Regions from separate parts of the Gossypium hirsutum genome. Here region 2 is linked to region 1. A link is a contact called in public Hi-C data. All regions are on one chromosome and are shown on one strand. The core of a region is the stretch at or near the end of the contact, and the rest is flanking DNA. Distances in the headings are between cores, read along the strand shown.

Region 1 (4,879 bases), core at 933-3,432:
TTGATGAAATTAATTAGTTAGGAAATCAGACTTCAATTAAATAAATTCCTTTTCATTATTTGTGGTATATGAGATATAGATGGGATGAACCTTTTCCTCCCTACTATTCAATGAAGCATGCATGGCATGGTGAAAAACGTGGGGGCTATTATTTATTAAATCTTAAAATTGTCATACTCAGTAGACCTCCATAATTATTATTTTCCCAAGTCATATCAGAAAATGTTATATTGTAATTATGTAGAAATCTAATCTCATCCTCCATCTAAAAAAATTTATTTAAAGCTTAGTTTGGATCAACAGTAAGTTAATGTAAAAATAATAATAATAATAAGGTTAAATATTATAGTATAAGATAAAATAAATAAATTAAACACATTATATCGCGCCTAACCGTTCATCTAAATTCTACTTAAATAAAGTATCACATCATATATATATATATATATATATTGGAGGATTTCACAAAACCAATATTTAGTTATCAATTTTCATTTTTTTAAAGTCAGATCAAATTTAAGATTTATGTATAAAAGATAAACGATATGTGATGAAAATGGATTCAAAGTTCACATCAACACTAACCTTCAAAATTGTCCATAACCTCTTAAAAACTGATAAAAAATAGTCACCAAATTCTTCATTTTTATCGCTTTGGTCCATTGACAAATATCAAAAGTCAATGACGACATGGCAGGATAGAAAAATATCATGTCTCTTGATGTGAAATAATTCTAAAAATTCAAAAAATTCCAAAAAAAGTAAAGTTTTAAAAAAAATGAAAAAAAATCTCATGGAAAAAAAATTAAAATTTGTACCAAAATGATTAAATTTCTTAATTTTCTTAATTTTCTTTTAAAAACTACAATTTTTGGTAAAAAAAACTTAATAGTTTTTTTTTTACATTGATATGTTAAGGTTTTCGTATTATCAAATGAGATTGTTGTTATTAAACCGTGATCTAGGAGCAACACCCACATAATCCCAAGAGGATTTAAAGTTGTTTCGAACTTTAGAAGATTTTTTTTTTAATTAAATCTGGAGCCTCTAAATTAAGTCCTACGGTTTGGACAGCAAGTAAGGGTGTTTTAAGACCTGAAAACAACAAAGAGAAGATGAGAAACACAAGTAATAATGATAGAATGAAAGAAAACAAGAAGACCAAAATTGATGGAAAGATAAAAGCGGATGGAATGTGACTAAGCGTTCAATTGAATTTCCATGAAAGATTTCCTAATAAACTCAATTAATAGCTTTAATAGACCCTTTAAGGACGAGTTCTTAGTGACTTGAAATTTGAATAACTTTTTAAAAATCTTGAACTAAGATTAAGTAAAAAGAATTTTTTGAACAAAAATAAGAATCAAAATTTGCGAAAACACTTAAAAATTCATAATCATAATTTCACATTTTATCATTCTTCTCTTGATACTCTTATTCCCGCCCTTGGATTGAACACTAGAGATTGAGATGACTTAGTCTTCATTTGTTCTCTCTTTAACGATTTGAAATATAAGGAAAAAATATATGTGGGGATTGTCTAGTTTAATTATAAACATAATTTTAAAAAAAAAATTGTTTCCATTTCTAATTTACACATTCTATATTGAATTATATTTTCATATAAAAAATATGATAAAATTATGTAATTGTAAATGTTGAAGGTTAAATTTTAAAAAATAAGACTAAAATTGAAACAATATAAAAACATTGAGGATTGAATTTGTTATTATGCCAAATTTAAAAGCTATTACATTATTTCTCCATCAGCCCTTTAATAGTTAGTGATGAGAAAAAAAATCAAATAATTAAATATTATTTTTTACTAATAATTAGATGAATTTACCATATTCTTCAAAAAATTACTCTTAAAAAAAAACCAACCCACAAATATAGCTAACTTCTCTAATACACAAATATGCATAGGTTTTGTTTTAATCTATAATAATAAAATTAATTGATTTTTTTATTAAGAAATATAATTACTATGAAATATTTAAAAACAAACAGTTTGGAAGCGTGATGGGAATATTTAAAAAAGGAAGTGTACATCAAGGGAGTTGGATTGATAATGCGTTTGTCTTTATCGAAACCGACAGCGTTGTAAATTACAATTCCATGAATTAATATAACGCAAAATGTTTGCCGACTCAACTGCTTTTGGCTCCTTGCTTTCGGATTTTCCTTCGATGCCCTTTCTCTCTCTCTCTGCCATCTCCACACACATGCAATTGCAGAGACGCACACCCCAATTCTCATTTGTTGGGTTTTTCAAATATTATAATCTTTTTACAAATCTAATCACTTATTTATGTTTTAATTACCTAATATTTAAACTGTTATATATCATTAAAGGTGTAATAATAAGTTAATATGACATATTATAAAAAATATAAAGGTCATTTTAATCTAAATTTTTTGTTAAAAAATAATAATATAACATGACTCAATAATAGTTAATGGCTTATTGACCAAAATGTAACAAGTAGACATATCATATTTTTTTTTAAAAATTTTAATGAAGAAGATATAATTTAAAGTATACATAAATGACTAATTTTTAGTGTACCCGCAAATCTAATATACATATACTTTTTAAAAAAAAAAATTTAAAAGATATTTGAAAATTACAAGTCTGAGAGTATAATATGAACTAAAAAAAAAAGGAATGAGTTTTTTTTATAAATATAAATAATTGTGTCCGACAAGAAACGACATCTTTACACTCATCCAATTTATTAGTTTTTTTTAAAATTCTGGATTTAAAAAGGGGGGATCTGATCACATTTTTATTTTTTATAAGAAATGTTCCATGAAATACGTTGTTTTTGTTTTTCCTTTTGTTTTATTTCAAGATCTGGTTTCAATTGCCCTATATTATATGTAATAATTTCCCTTACATAAATTTAACAAATTAGCATGGATGCTTGTGCCCTTGTTATCCCTCTCGGCCCCACGACATTTGGGAATATTTTATATTAGATTGAGGGAAATTAGCCAAATACGTCATTTCTAAAAAATAATTAGAGAAATACATCGTTTTGAGAAAATAGGTTGATTTTGGGTATAATGGTAAAAATGTTTTATATTTGTTGATGTGGTAAGTTCTGTACTATGTCAGTAAAAGCCTATTTCAAAATAAAATAATCATTCGATTAAAATTTAAATGATTGAGAAAATTAATAATTTTATGAGAGTCCCAAGATAAAATGTTTGTCTCATCTTCTTTGTGACGGAATTTTTTCATAAGAAAAAGAATATTGGGAGAGAAAAACTTCTAGAAAAACGTTTCTTGTTAGAAGTCTTTTTCTAATTTATGAGTCATGTTCGATTTTTTCTAATATTTTTAAAAATGTTTCATATTCGGTAATAGAGTTTCTTATAAAATAAAGATTAATATAGAGAGATTTTCACAGTTAAATTTCAAGCAAAAGATTTGCATGTTGGGGAGAAGATTGTTAATGTTAAAAATCTAAAGTTAAAAAATCGACCCAACAAAGTGTAACACCCCTTATCTATATTCAATGTCGGAACAGGATACGAGGCATTACTGGAGTCATATCGCAAACAAACATACAATTCCGAGTCATAAATTTTCATCCAAATTAAAACCATTTGCATTCAAACATAAAGTCCCCAATGCGAGCCTACGGTGCCCAAAACATACTTTAGAAGTGGTTCGGGACTAAACCGACAACTCGAGAACTTTTTACAAAACTTAGAAAATTTTTACTATAAACAGGGGTCACACACCCGTGTGGTTTGGGACACGCCCGTGTGGGCAAGCTGTATGGGCACACATACCCGTGTCCCTAACCCTTGTAACTCTCTGTTTTGCGAAGCATGAACAAATTGAGATCACACAGCTAAGTCACACACCCGTGTGCTAGGCCGTGTGGTTAATTTAATTTTCATGAAATAGGTGCAAACTTCACACGGTCAGGACACATGCCCGTGCCTGAGGCCGTGTCCCTCACACGGCTGAGACACACACCCGTCTCTGCCCGTGTGCTCAATTTTGAGCATTATGTTTCTCAAAATTTAGGTGCAGGGGACACTCAGACAAAACACATGCCCATGGGGCAGACCATGTGTCACATACAGCCGAGACACATACCCGTGTGTCTACCTGTGTGGACAAAATAAAGGCTATTTATCAAGCCATTTGTCACCCTCATTTCCACCGACACACACAAGTTCAATGGCATAGATTATAATATACTTAGGCAACCAAAACATCCATAATCAAGATTAGAACATATCATTTTATTATCACACATAACATACTTCTAACATCATATTCTACCAAACCAAATCAAACCAAGCTCACATCCACAAGTACCAACACAAATACTTTTATTATGCATGATTCTCCATAAATTTCATAGCATACCAATGAGCCAATCTCAACTACTTAACAACAAAACCATTAAATCACATTCAATCATTCTCCAAGCATTTATAACCACATCACACAAGAGATAATTGCACAGGCATGTGTATATATATATAAGCTTACAACCAATTCAACCAAAATAAGCCAAGTTACATGGCCAAATACCACAACAAGCCCTTGACAATTACAAGCCAATACATTTGGCCAAATCATAATGACACATATAACAAAATGACCAAGTCCCTATACATGCCATATTCTCAAAATATTTAAAATCATCGGTACCCAAAATAATAGTTTGATAGTGTGATGCGAACTCCGATAATCTCAAACCCGAGCTAGCTTGGTGACACTATAAAACATGAAAAATAAAACGGAGTAAGCTATATAGCTTAATAAGCTAACCTTAGCATACATTAACATGCAAGTAATTTAACATAAGGTAATGTAATGTACCAAAATCTCATGACCATAATTCATTCC
Region 2 (4,879 bases), core at 1,119-3,618, 190 kb after region 1:
TCAATTCAATTAACTGTTGAGACACACGATACTTCGGGACTTGACCCATCACAAGAATTTCTGTTACCACACTAATTTGTTGGCATATTTTGTCTTAAATTAACTTATTTAATTTTAATTCTATTTAAAATATTTTTATTATATTGATAAGTGACAATTTTATTACTTTTTATAATTAAGTGATACAAAATAGTACAATTATATGATCAATTATATTTTTTTAGTTTGACATTTCTATTTGATTTACATTTTATGTTTGCATAAAATAATAATTTGAATGATTCTTTTCAAATTAATTTATAAAGATAATAATGGTTTTAATTTGTTTTAGTTACTTAATTATTTAAAATTAGTTTTATAAGTGATAAAGTGACGTCATGATAAGTTGATAAACGACGTCATGACGTGACAACATGTTTCTTACTAAATCGAGTTTCTTATTCTAGTTAAATTTTGTTATATTTTTTCAATCAAACTCTAATAACTATAAGGATATTTTAATCAGATTAGGCCACGAATTTCAGTCTATAAATTGGGCTTTTAGCAACACTAGAGAACTTGATTTAATAACATAATTAAAAGAGAGTTTTGTGGGAATTTCGAAAGAATTTTGTATTTTGAGTTTGGATTTTTTTTTTTTTGTTTCTCTATCTTGTACTCCTCTTTGGTTATTTGTTGTTTTTAGTGAAGACTTTTTTTTCTGTGATTTTTATCTTATTTAGAGGAGTTTCTTCCCTTAAAATATTTATGTCTAATTTCGTTTATTCATTTTTGTTCATTATTTAATTCGGGCTTATCACTAACATTTATTAAATAAAATCTGAAATACAGCTTGGAATATAGCTCCAAAAGCAACAGACACTTTTCGCAAGCATATGTACTGCTTCATTACTAGACCGACTAACCCATTGAAATTTTATGTCATTCCTATTCCGAAGAATCTCCTTGCAATCAGCTATAATAGTGCCATATTCGGACCAATCAGAGGAGTAGATAGCATAACATAAAGCCTGTGAATCTGTAAACAGAACCCCCTTCATTCGACAAGTTAGTAGAAGACCATTGCAGAGCAAAGCTCAACGCCAATTATTTGCTAGAATTTGTTATTAATTTATTGGAAATAAATTATATAAGGATAATAAATATATAGTTTTTAAACACCAATAATATAATATCATATTATTAACTTTTAAAAATATAAAAATTTTATTATATATTTATCTATATTTAATATCTTCTCTAACTTAATTTAACTTTAATTAAATTACATAAAAAATTAATAAATTTAATAAATAAACAAATTTCCTTCTTTTATAATTTTTAAATCATTTTAGTTCTTTTTATATTTAATGGTTTTTTTATTTGCTTTCAAATCGTGTTTTATATTTAGCCAATTAATTCTTTTAATTTTTAGGCAGGTATATTTTTCTTTTTTAATTTTAATTTTTAATTCCTATTTTTTAAATTTTTAATCAAATTTCAGAATTTGATAATACTAACCATGGTGGTTATAATTTTTCTAATTTTTATTTTTTTCTTTTTTTTCTAAATTTTTAATGGTTGATTTTAGTTTTTTTTCAATTTGTATTTATGATTTTTATCAGTTTTTTTATTTTTAATTATCGATTTAAGAATTTTAAAACTTTATTTACTTTTTATTATATTTTTCCCGTCATATAGTTTCAATGTTTTCCCCTAAAATTGTAATTATTTTAATTAAATTACAGATATATTCTATATATGATTGAGTATAGAATGATATTTGTAAATATTCAAAAATTGATAATGTGGCATTAATTTATTTATGTCTAAAAACTATATATTTTTAAAATTATCCTAATATAAGCTATCTCTAAACTTATTTGAATTCTTTTAAATTTTTTTAATATTAAATATGATATAATTTTTTTTGTTACACTACATATTTTATCTTAATCATTTTATTTATTTTATATTAGAATATTTATATTCTTTTAAAAAATGGGTACCATTATAATTAATTATTATGTAATAAAATATCTGTATGTATTTTATTTACTTTCAAATCTTATCATATAATTAAAATATTAAAAAAAAGCTTTAATGCAATGTTCGGTAAATAATAATATATCACATCATCATTAAATAAAATAAAAAATAATAAACTTATAAATAAATGTTAAAATTTTATACTCTAAATTTCTAAACCTAATTTCTCGAAAGTTATTAATATCTATTTATAATAATTAAAGTTAATATTTAATTATGTTTAAGTGAATCAAATATTATTCTTTAAAAAACAAAGTATACATTATAATAATTAAGTGAAAAATATTTATTCAAGTAAATAATAATAAAATAGGTATAATTGGAATTAAAAAATTGGTTAGTGGAGTTGGATGAGGAGGTGGGGATAAGGAAACGAGAAGATTCGTGAATTAATTAGCAAGTTGTTTAGGCCAATCTTAGAAACAGCACCGTGTGGCTAACGAAACTGCACGCCGACTCATCTGACCGCAATTTTCTCGTTTCCTCCAGACCTTCCAACCTAAGAAAATCCACACCCTCTCTTCTATATAAGCATCGCCTCACCGCCTCTCTCTCTCCATCCAACGCAAACCGATTTAAGCTCTTCTCAAATCTTTTTTCAATCAACTCTCTCAAACGATGCAGATCTTCGTCAAAACCCTTACCGGCAAGACCATCACCCTCGAGGTTGAGAGTTCTGACACCATCGATAATGTAAAGTCTAAAATTCAAGACAAGGAAGGCATCCCACCAGACCAGCAGCGTCTCATCTTCGCCGGCAAACAGCTCGAGGACGGCCGTACCTTGGCCGATTACAACATTCAGAAGGAATCCACCCTCCACCTTGTCCTCCGTCTTCGTGGGGGTATGCAGATCTTCGTCAAAACCTTAACCGGCAAGACCATCACCCTCGAAGTCGAGAGCTCCGACACCATCGATAATGTGAAGTCTAAAATCCAAGACAAGGAAGGCATCCCACCAGACCAGCAGCGTCTCATCTTCGCCGGAAAACAGCTCGAAGATGGCCGTACCTTGGCCGATTACAACATCCAGAAGGAATCCACCCTCCACCTTGTCCTACGTCTTCGTGGGGGTATGCAGATCTTCGTCAAAACCTTAACCGGCAAGACCATCACCCTCGAAGTCGAGAGCTCTGACACCATCGATAATGTAAAGTCTAAAATTCAAGACAAGGAAGGCATCCCACCAGACCAGCAGCGTCTCATCTTCGCCGGCAAACAGCTCGAAGACGGCCGTACCTTGGCCGATTACAACATCCAGAAGGAATCCACCCTCCACCTTGTCCTCCGTCTTCGTGGGGGTATGCAGATCTTCGTCAAAACCTTAACCGGTAAGACCATCACCCTCGAAGTCGAGAGCTCCGACACCATCGACAATGTCAAGTCTAAAATCCAAGACAAGGAAGGCATCCCACCAGACCAGCAGCGTCTCATCTTCGCCGGCAAACAGCTCGAAGATGGCCGTACCTTGGCCGATTATAATATCCAGAAGGAATCCACCCTCCACCTCGTCCTCCGTCTTCGCGGGGGCATGCAGATCTTCGTGAAAACCTTGACTGGCAAGACCATCACCTTAGAGGTGGAGAGTTCGGACACCATCGACAATGTAAAGGCGAAGATTCAAGACAAGGAAGGGATCCCACCAGACCAACAACGTTTGATCTTTGCAGGGAAGCAGCTTGAGGATGGGAGGACCTTGGCTGATTATAACATCCAGAAGGAATCGACCCTTCACCTTGTTTTGAGGCTTCGTGGAGGCATGCAGATTTTCGTTAAGACATTGACTGGGAAAACAATCACATTGGAGGTGGAAAGTTCGGATACAATTGATAATGTGAAGGCGAAGATTCAGGACAAGGAAGGTATCCCTCCAGATCAGCAAAGGCTCATCTTTGCTGGAAAGCAATTGGAGGATGGGAGGACTTTAGCTGATTATAACATTCAGAAAGAGTCCACCCTTCACCTTGTTCTTCGTCTCCGTGGTGGGCAGTGAGAAGTTAATTCTTCTTTTGTCTTTGTTCTAGCTTAAGATGGTCGCAAATAAGCCTTTAGGAAAGTGCCTATTTTCTTATCTCTTAATGTAACATGTTAAGCTAAGTAAACCTTCTGTTTGGAATAAAAGTTTGGTGATTTCGTATCTGCTAATTAATTGCTGAATCAAATCTTTTCAATGCAATGATCACTGTTGAAATGGGTAATTTGTGATGCTTAATGTATTGTAAATTAGAAAAAAAATCAGTGTTGACACAGCAAAGAACCACATGATTGGGCTGCCAGCATTAGATGAAATGTTACTTGATAGTTTTTTATGTCTTGCAAAGCAAGACATAAAAAGGGATCAAAGCAATGAAGATTTAGAAACAAAGGTAGAACTTATCATCTCATATTTAAGCAGCTCTTAAGCATATTTGCTACTTGTTTTATCAACTTCGGTCTTGAAAACAAGTACTATTCTTGTTCTTCGAACACTCAGGACTTGGATTTTATTTTGTGGAAAACAAGACGTGTGTTATGAAATTTTCATATATCTGTACATAAGCTCTGCAACAAAGACAGAGGCAGGTTCTCTGAAAAATCAAAACACAATTTTTATAATGTGTACAGATGGAGTTGGAGAAATGAGAAGTTCTATTGTGTTGCCAATGCAGCTGATTAAGTTTCAATATGGAAAGACTAAAGTACTTTTGTGGTGTCTATTTTAGGCTAATATTTCTACCCATATCAACTTTGTTTCATTGGAAATGCCTACTCCTACTCTAGACACAAAGAACATACATGTTTTTCTTTTCTGAGACTACCCATTAACCCTTCTTCTCAATTTCAAATCGTAAGTCCTATCCAACATATTGATT

What was found. Hi-C and Micro-C count contacts between places; a contact is called where the count stands out from the background.
Region 2: a contact with region 1 is called in a Hi-C map of leaf, with 1.9 times the contacts expected there. The contact joins the promoter of LOC107933786 here to the enhancer-like site in region 1. A contact is called at or near these places in 3 of 34 Hi-C or Micro-C datasets (hypocotyl and leaf).

What each region holds. Positions count from the first base shown.
Region 1 is chrA04:68,473,474-68,478,352 of Gossypium_hirsutum_v2.1, forward strand. No RefSeq gene overlaps it. Among protein-coding and RNA genes, the nearest start is that of LOC121228803, 29 kb to the right of the region's middle. Within about 2 kb of position 2,183, at least 3 of the 9 cell types and tissues checked have an H3K27ac peak or open chromatin away from gene starts, as enhancers often do. A contact at or near this core is called in hypocotyl and leaf, where this site is marked.
Region 2 is chrA04:68,667,037-68,671,915 of Gossypium_hirsutum_v2.1, forward strand. LOC107933786 (polyubiquitin) reads left to right here and starts at 2,369. Exons shown (of 1, transcript XM_016866070.2): 1 at 2,369-4,164. The coding sequence starts at 2,647. The coding sequence ends at 4,020.